Linked DNA regions of Mus musculus: region 2 is linked to region 1. The links are chromatin contacts, called in public Micro-C maps. All regions are on one chromosome and are shown on one strand. The core of a region is the stretch at or near the end of the contact, and the rest is flanking DNA. Distances in the headings are between cores, read along the strand shown.

Region 1 (4,636 bases), core at 1,965-4,464:
AGGAGATTTTTCTCCTTTGGTCATGGGGTCCCAGGGATTGGACTCAGGTTATCAGGCTTGGAGAAAACACTGTTAACTACTGAGCCATCTCACCGACCCAGTTTTTAAGACACTGTTGAGTGAGACACCGACTGGCCAGGCCACTGCCTGCGACAGGAGGAAGAAGTTGGAAGATGCAAAGAGCCTCTGTTGTTGAGGAACAATGAATGAAACTATCACTTATCTTAGCGATTCCTTTATGGGAGAGAGAAAGCCCTTGTCACGTAAACCATGCTAAGGCATTCTTAATGAACACTTCACAGTGTCCTCTGGCAAGGCCATAGTGGGTGGAAATTCTTTGCCCTGTGGCCAGCTGCGGCTCTCTGAGATTTGGCTCTGTGGAGAGTTGGCTGTTCAGCAGGTTGTATTATCTTCTTTCTGAGACCTATCACAACCAAAGCAGGTCTTCTAACCCGGGGTTCTGTTGACCTTTGTGTCTTTGTTAGGGTGTTACTGCTGTGAACAGACACCATGACCAAGGCCACTATATGACAACATTTAATTGGGGCTGGCTTACAGGTTCAGAGATTCAGTCCATTATCATCAAGTCAGGAATGTGGCAGCGTCTAGGCAGGCATGGTACAGGAGGAGCTGAGAGTTCTACATCTTCATCTGAATGTGGCTAGTGGAAGACTGGCTTCTAGGTAGTTAGAAGGATGGTCTTATAGCTCATACCCACAATGACACACCTACTCCAACAGGCCACACTTTCAAATAATGCCACTCCCTGGGCCGAGCATGTATAAACCATCAGTTTGTCTAGATAACTTGGTGGGGACCATCCTGTGAGGATGTGGAGCATCCCTAACTATTCATGAGGAACCACTCACCCCTCCTCCCTCAGCTATGACAACTCTAAACATCCCTCTCCCGGCTGGTGTATGTGTGCAAGAATTAGACACTGTTGAGACCCAGAGGACCACAGGGCTCACTCTAAGACAGACATGGACGTGGTCTACCTGGTCTAGGAGTGTTGCCCTCAGGGTTCTCCTGGTCACGTTCCACTCACAGGACATTGTGGATGGGAGACACCTTCTCCTGACTTGGGCTGAGCTGGCCCCTGAGGGGTATTCAGATGGCTTCCATATGAGTTATTTCTCCAGACTGAAGTGGGATCATATCATGATTTAAGTAAGTTTGGAGGTTTTTGTTGTTGTTGTTGTTGTTGTTGTTTTGAGACAGGGTCTTATTAGGTCCAGGTTGGCCTCAAGTTCCTCATCCTCTTGCCTCCACCTCCTGAGTTCCAGGGTTGCAGGAATGCGCCACCATGCCCAGTTTATACACCACTGTGTAGAAGCCCAGGGTTCCCAGCATGCTAAGCAAGCACTCTACCAACTGAATGGCCACCACAGCCAGCAGCCACCTGATGTCAGTAGACTCGGCTGTGAATTGACCCCTGCGAGTGTGACTTTTTGTTACGAGGCTGAGGTAACTTGAATGGGAAAGCAGAAAGTAGGACTTTGGTGAGATAATGTCACATTTCCAACCCCCCGGTGTGGGCTTTGAGAATAGAGACCTGAGGCAGGGGGATTTAAGTTTGAGACTGGCCTGGTCTCTGTGTGAGTCCCAGGCCAGGTGTGCAGTGTGCTCAGGTTCACTCAGCTGTTATACAGCACTCTGGCTGGGAGTAGCCTTGGGAGAAAAGGGCTTACTTGGCTAACCCTTCTAGGCCATAGTTCATCATTGAGGAAGGTCAGGACAGGAAGTCAGTCAGGAGCTTGAGAGCAGAAGCCACGGCTGCTTCCTGGCTTGCTCACTGACTCAGTTTTGGAAACCTCCTTTTTCCCAAAATCATTTACTGGGGCAGGAGAGATGGCTCAGCAGTTAAGAGCCCTAGCTCCTCTTGTGGAGGACTCAGACTCAGTTCCTAGCACCCCACATGACAGTTCACACCATTTGTATTTCCAGCACCAGAGGGCCCCATGCCCTCCTCTGTCCTCCACAGGTGTCAGGCATGAGTGCACAGGTGTGCAGACATGCATACAGTCAAAACACCCAAGTGCATTACAATAGGTACAATTAAATTTTAAAATGTATTTATTTTATTTTGTGTGTACGGTGAGCACTTTGCCCTTATGTGTGTCTGTATGTCTGTGTGCTGCTAAGTGTGCCTTGTTTCTGATAAGGCCAAGAAAGAGCGGTGGATTCCCTGAAACTGGACTGACAAAAGGTTGTAAGCCATGGTGTGGATGCTAGGAATTGAACCGCTCTGACAGAGCGGCCAGTGCTCTAAACTGCTAAGCCATTTCTTTAGCTACTTGGCTAGCTTTCTTACACAGCCTACTATCAGATGCCTAGGGAATAGTGTCACCCACAGTAGGCTGGGCCTCCTGTGTCAAAATAAAGATCTAGGCAGCACTCTACAGATATGTCCACAGGCCAATCTGATCTGGGAAATCCCTAAATTGAGACTCCCTGCTGGGATGACTTTAGGCTGAGTCAAGTTGACAGTTCAAGCTAAGTAGGACAGAATGTAAGACCTTAGATTTCAGTGTTCAACAGGGAACAGCAAGGCGGACTGCCTTTTTGAGTAAGGGATTTATTAAGACCGTAGAGAGACAGATAGCAACATAGCAAGGGTTTTGAAGAGCTCAGACCCACAAGGCTAAGCATAGATCCTTTTATACAGGTCCCAAAGAGAAGGTGGCGGTCCCAAACCATGTTGTTAATGACTAGCTCATTGTGACAGCCTGTGCTAAGTCTGTTTCTGATTCTCCATAGCAGGGGAGGGTATCAGTGTTCTAGTCAACATCTATTCATTCTGAGATGTGCGGTCTGTGGCCTCTGAGTACTCAGGGTGCCCAGTAATCTTCCTCTGGGAAGTGCAGGTTGTAGACACAGGCAGATACAACATGGAGTCCACTGTTACTGTGGCAGTGGCTGTGAAGTGAGAGAGGAAGAGGCTCCTGCAGATCCACATGGCCTGAGCAGCCCCAGTCCACACCTCAGGGGGAACGAGTGGGCTTTGGCTAGTGCACCGTCCCAGGGGTGAGCTCCAGAGGTGACACCAGCTTGGCCTGCATGCGGGAAGCTGGGCAGCTTCACCTGCATGCGGGAAGCCGGGTGTGTTTAAATGATCTGATCGCTTGGAATGGTTAATTCGTTATTCTGCTTTCCACAATGAGGCCCCGCACATCATCATGGAACCCTGCTCTGTAGGCAATAAATCAGAGCCACTGGGGTCTGAGTCATCCTCCCTGGATGAGCCAAAAGTAGGGCTGTCCATTGAGCATGCAGTGGCTTGCCCTAAACATTTCCTTTTGGAAGCAGAAGCTACCCAGGGCCCAAAGAGAGCCAGCTTGGTGCTGGCCAGGTTGAAGTCTGTGCTCCCTCTCAACCCAGGCCTCATCAGTCTCTCGCGCACAGCTTGCCACCCTGAACCCCAGAGCGAATCAATCTCTGCTAGCATTTCCCCCCTTTGTAACCTGGTATTTCTGGTGCCAACCGTGGCATGTTCTTCAGAGACTCTCCTGTGTTCCTGGTCAGCTCTCCTCCTAGATTCTTCCCTACCCCAGAATGCAGGCAAACTCGAGATGCTCTTCCCCCTCTCACAAGCCAAAAAGAGGCCAGAGCCAGCAGCTGCCATTCAGAACTCAAGTCTCTCACAGCCCTGCCTTGGTACTGAAAGGATTTCTGCTAGGATTTCTCAGCTGCCCAACCAGAGGAGCTGTGTGAAGTTCAATGGTAAATCGACAGAAACTGTGCACCACGGGGGCGTGGGTAAAGAAAATAATTCTCTGTCTCATGTGGCTGAAAAGGGCATCACTGTCCACCTGCACTATGGACCTGCAATTATCTGCTGCTTTCAACTTTTCTTTATGTGTCCCAGTTGTTAACTTTAGATACAACTCAGAACGGGCTGGTCTCGAACTCACAGGATCTGCCTGCCTCTGCCTCCCAAGTGCTGGAGTCAAAGGCATGTAACCACCACCTGGGCCCACTTTACAACTTTAGACACAATCTTAGTCAAGGATATGAACCACACTCACCTGCTTCAGCTAGCTTAGGTGTGAAAAGCCTTTTTAGCTTTGTTTGTTTGTTTTTGTTCTAGGGATGGAACCTAGGGCTTGACACTTGCTAGGCAAGTGCTCTGCCCATGAGCTGGACTCCTAGCCTACAAAACACTTCCAGAAGATGGGTTGGTTTAAAGGTTGGTTGGGGAAGTTGAGGGAAGGGAACAAAGTCCAACGTATTGAAGACCAGAGAAGGAATCCAGATCTCCTCCCAGTCCAGTGTGTTCCCAAGGAGGACCTTGAACCCCTTGCCTTCCTGCCTCCACTTCTCTGGTGTGCACGACCATTAAAATAGCATTTGGGGAGCTGGAGAGATGGCTCAGCAATGGCGAGCTCCTGTAGTTGAGTCCCATCACACCCTTAAAGCTACAAACTCCAGTTCCAGGGGATTTGATGCCCTCTTCTGGTTTCCATGGGCACTGCATACATATGATGCAAATACAACAGGCAAAATATCCATACACATAAAATGAAAGTAAATCTGTCTGGAGGTGATGGTACGTGCCTTTGATCCCAGCACCTGGAAGGCATAGACAGGTGCATCTCTGTGACTTTGAGTCCAGCCTGGTGTACAGAGCTACACA
Region 2 (4,660 bases), core at 1,321-3,820, 130 kb after region 1:
TCCCTCCTGGAAAAGGGCTGGTCTTCCTGAGGAAATAGAAAGTGGGCTCCTGCGATGTCTCAACATTTAGGGGTTCTGTTTGATTTTAATGCAACAGAGTATGCCCATAAGAAAAGTCTTCTCTTGGGCTGGTGAGATGGCTCAGTGGGTTAGAGCACCCGACTGCTCTTCCGAAGGTCCAGAGTTCAAATCCCAGCAACCACATGGTGGCTCACAACCATCCGTAACAAGATCTGACTCCCTCTTCTGGAGTGTCTGAAGACAGCTACAGTGTACTTACATATAATAATAAATAAATAAATAAATAAATAAATAAATAAATAAAAAAAGAAAAGTCTTCTCTTTTCCCCAAACAAAAATACGGAGCTCTCCCTGCAGCCGCCGACCCACCTTCTGCTTCCAACCCTGGATACCGAAGCAGCTTCTATCCCTCGCCTCTGCTTCCAACCATAGTCTCTGTACGCGCGCGCGAGCAGCGCAGGCATCAGCTCGCCTCTCGCTTTGCACAATGAGTTTCCCTGCCTCTGTACTTTGCTTTGCCTTTTCCCTTTTCCCACCAAAATAGCTGAGTCAGTGCTCCCTGCTATGAGCTGGCCGCGGTGTAACTAGGCAGTGAACCTTTCTGTTTATCTCAGTCTCATGGTTATAAATGACACTCTTGAAGCCAGCGGGATGGATGGCTCAGTGTGTGCCTCGCCCCCAAGCCTGACGACCTGAGACAGATCCACAGCAGGAGAGAACTGACTCCCACTTCCGGCTTCCACATTCCCGCAACACACCTGTACATATCCACGCACAAAAGATGATGTAATATTAACGAAATCTAATATTAAAAACTGCCTTTCTTCTCGACTCATAGATGGGACCTGGTATCAGTTACTCAGATCCTTACAGTGAACACACTGCGCTCTGAGGTAGGGTGGGGGTGGGGTCCAAGTCTCCACAGCCATAGTCACTAGCCACTGGCTGGTTTCTTTTCGCTCTCCACAGTTTGCCCCTTCCTGACAACCTGGTGGGTACCAGGCTTCCTCAAGTTTATTACCAGATAGGTATTGAAAAACCTTTACAGGTGCTCCCCACGGCTAAACAGCTCAGGTGAATACAGAATGGAATTTCCCTTAGACCAGAGAGGGTCCCCCACTGAGCCTGAATTTAGAAATCCCTAGTACTGCGGGACCCTGGATTTCTTTGCTCCTAAGTGGGATGCTCTGAGCTGTGTTCACGCTGTAGGAATGAGGGAGAACCCTCCCTGAGGTACTAACCTCCCTCTGTCAGTCACTTGCCTCCACCTGGGAGCCAGGACCCGGTGGCGACCATGCACCTGCTCTGGCTTATTTAACCCAGACTTCATCCAAAGCTCCTTAGTCATCTCCACCCTGTCTTAGTAATGTACAGCCTGGATTGTATTGGAAACGAACAAGATCTCAGATCAGAGCTCTTCAAATAAATAAAGAAAAAATGTAAGCAAAACCGATGCAGGCGTGGGTTAGCCCGGGCTCTTGGTTCCTTGCCTTCCAATACGGAGGCTCGTAAACTCCAGGCAAACATCAGCGATAGAATTTCTTTTAGCTGTATCTTTGGACAGGACTGAGGGCTTCTGAGCATCGCAGCTCTCCAGGCTGTATTCCTAGCAGCCGGCTGCAGTTTGCTTTCTTTTAACTTTGTATCATTGGGGAACCGGGAGGAGAGGAAGGGCTCTGAACACTGTATTCCCCAGTTGCTCCAGCTACACACTTCTTTCCTTCTGTGAGCTTACCAGTAGCTATGGGTCCTCCTCAGAAACAGCGCTAATCTCCACCCTAAAAGACAATGGTCCCAGCTGTAGTTTCGGGTATCAACACAAAGCTGGACCGTGAATCTGTGCTTGGCATTTTGTAGACTTTAATGTCTAAAAGGATATTTTAAGGTATCTAACGTCGGCTACAATCTTGATCTGGCTTTACTTTGTGGCTTCAGGGAAATACAGTTTGTGTTGGTTTAAGGAAACCGGTGAACTTGCTATTCTCACAACGTTCATAAATCCTTCAAAGGAACCAGAAATAAACTAAAGGGTGGGGTGCGCACTGGGCTTGTTGGCGCATGCTAGTAACACCTGCACTTCAGAGCCTAGGGCAGGAGGATCAAGAATTTCAAGCTAGCCTCAGCCACAGAGTGAGTTCTAGACCAGCCTGGGCTACAAAAGTGTGATTCTCAAACGCAACAAAAAAAAAAAGGAAAGGAAATGATTTGCTAACACCCAGTGGGTGGTGGTGGGGTTCTCTGCCTCTCTCCCTCTCTCTCTCTGCTTCCCTCTCTCCCTCTCCCTCTCTCCCTCTCTCTCTGCCTCTCTCTCTCTCTCTCTCTCTCTCTCTCTCTCTCTCTCTCTCACACACACACACACACACACACACATCATTTCTTTGTTATTTCTTTGACAGAGAGCTTGGGTGTTGACAACCAGCAGCTCCGCACGCAGCTTTAGTCTCCCAGAGTCTTGGCCATGTAAGGGTTAATAGTAAACAGCTCCCTCGGACAACACTCCTGAAGCAGATGTGGGTGGAGTTTGGAATCCCGTCCCTACAGCCTCCTTGCATTTTTGGTTGATTGTCTTTAATTACTTTTGAGGTCTGAGGGAGGTTGCTCTTGCCTGCAGGCACTCCTGACTGACAAGGAATGTTTTTTAATGTCACTTACAAGTGACATTGATTAAGCATCAAACAGAACAAAAATGACAAGGATAGCTGGCGATTGTATCCTTCCACTCTTCGTTTAAGTAGTAAGATGCTGAAAACACTGGAGAGAAAATCCCGTGGGGGAGGGGTGTGTTTGTGTTGAGGGCCTTTATTCCCTGAGGCGTTTAGGCTCAGCCTCTTGGGGTGCTCGCCAAGGCAATGTCTCAGGTTGGAGAAGGGAAGGGACAAAGAGGCCAGATGAAGACCTGGCAAAGGGGTCCCCAACTTCTCAGAAACCAAGCTAAAGGCCATTTTAAGTTGGGTACAGTTGCCTGTGGTTCCAGTACTGGGGTTAGCCTGGGCTACATGGCAAGATCCTATATCAAGAAGGAAGAAAAGTCTGGGCAGTAGTGGCAAATGCCTTTAATTTCAGCATTCAAGGGAGGCAGAGGTAGGTGGATTTGTGAGTTCAAAGTCAGTCTTATCTACAGAGCTGAGTTAGGCTAGTTAGCCAGGGCTACACAGGAAAAACCACTGTCTCAAAAACGAACAAACAAAAGGAAGAAAAGATGGCAGAAAGCTAGGAAAGAAAGAGGGAAAATGGGAGGGAGGGAAGAAATTGATTCAGGCATAATGACTCCAATATGTAATCCTAGCACTTGAGAAGCTGAGACAGGGGGGTTGCCATCAGTTCAATGCTAGCCAAATGAGAGATTAAGACAGTTTTGTGTACCTCAAACCACTAAAGCCAGTTTAATATGTAAGGGGACAAAAGCTGTTGATATCCCGTTTTTTAGAATTTCTTTTGGAGAATAGTTTAATTCAGGTTTGGGGTTCAACCACTTTAGGAAAAATCCCAAACAAACAAACAAACAGGACCTGTATTCTGAGTATCAAGTAAGTATTTCCTGAGCATTACACGTCAAAAGAGTAAATAAAACACTGCTTATTTGGAATTCAGATTTAAGTCGGCGTTCCGAATTTAATCTGGTGACACTGCTGAAGTAGAAACACCAAGCCTGGCTCCTTGTACTCCCTGCCTTCCATGTCCGGATCTCAGGGAGAATGCCACTGTGTGCAGAGAAGGCAGGGGAAACTCGCATGCGTGGTAGAGGTCAGTAAGCCGGGGTGGTCCATTGTTATCCCCAGGAGTATACGCTCCTGACAGTGGCCACTCATGACCCCAGGAAGCCATAGCTCCGAGAATACCAGAATAAGGACCTCGACCACACAGGCTGAACTTGGAGACGTGGGATTGCTGTTGACTGTTCTCGCACCTCAGACAGCACCGCTGGTTCGCCTCTCCGTGAAACGCTGCAGTATCATGAGGTTATGGTGGTAAAACCGCAAGCTCAGGGTGGACTACAAGCCCTCTACAACGAACCGAAGGTGAGAATGAAGGGGGCAGTCCACCCACTCCACTAAAGCTGGTGGTTATGAAGAAACCACCATAAAGGTCTTCGAAGACAGAGGAATTTGTCACCCAGTGGTAGTGGAGCACAGGGCCTCACACACGCTAGGCAAGCATCCTGCCTCAACATGTATCCCAGCATTCACCTTTTAGTGTGTGGGCATGCCTGAGCACAGTTGTCCACCAGGGCCAGAGAGTGTGTTGGATGCCTTTGATCTACAGTTACAGGGGCTGTGAGAGGCACCATGTGGGTTCTGGGAACTCAACTTGGGTCCTCTTACTGGTCTTAACTGCTGTGCCATCTTTCCATTATTCTAAGAGAAGGTCTCATGTAGCCAAGGCTAGCCTTGAACCTTGATCCTCCTGTCTGCATCTCCTGAGTGCTCTGGCTAAAGGTGTGCACCTTTTGTAGTCTAAATGCCTCTGTTTCAGTCTTCTCCTTTTAAGATTTATTTTTTATTATTTAAGTTGTAGGGATGTGTGTGTGTGTGTGTGTCTGCATGTGGCTATCTGCATGTGAGTACAGGTGTTGCCTAGGAGACCAGAGGCATCTGATCCCCTGAAGCAAGAGTTACAGAGGTGGGTATGTATGGGGGAC

Evidence for each region. A called contact is a pair of places that touch in the nucleus more often than the background predicts.
Region 2: a contact with region 1 is called in a Micro-C map of trophoblast stem cells, with 2.7 times the contacts expected there. The contact joins two enhancer-like sites. A contact is called at or near these places in 2 of 484 Hi-C or Micro-C datasets (liver and trophoblast stem cells) and 9 of 115 datasets of contacts at active chromatin or transcription factors (craniofacial prominence, embryonic forebrain, embryonic midbrain and 4 more).

The regions. Positions count from the first base shown.
Region 1 is chr2:172,600,382-172,605,017 of GRCm38.p6, forward strand. The region is part of intron 2 of Gm36038 (a long non-coding RNA gene); the gene reads left to right. Among named protein-coding and RNA genes, the nearest start is that of Gm36038, 26 kb to the left of the region's middle. Within about 2 kb of position 3,215, at least 11 of the 459 cell types and tissues checked have an H3K27ac peak or open chromatin away from gene starts, as enhancers often do. A contact at or near this core is called in trophoblast stem cells, where this site is marked.
Region 2 is chr2:172,731,056-172,735,715 of GRCm38.p6, forward strand. No RefSeq gene overlaps it. Among named protein-coding and RNA genes, the nearest start is that of Gm36156, 70 kb to the left of the region's middle. Within about 2 kb of position 2,571, at least 13 of the 459 cell types and tissues checked have an H3K27ac peak or open chromatin away from gene starts, as enhancers often do. A contact at or near this core is called in trophoblast stem cells, where this site is marked.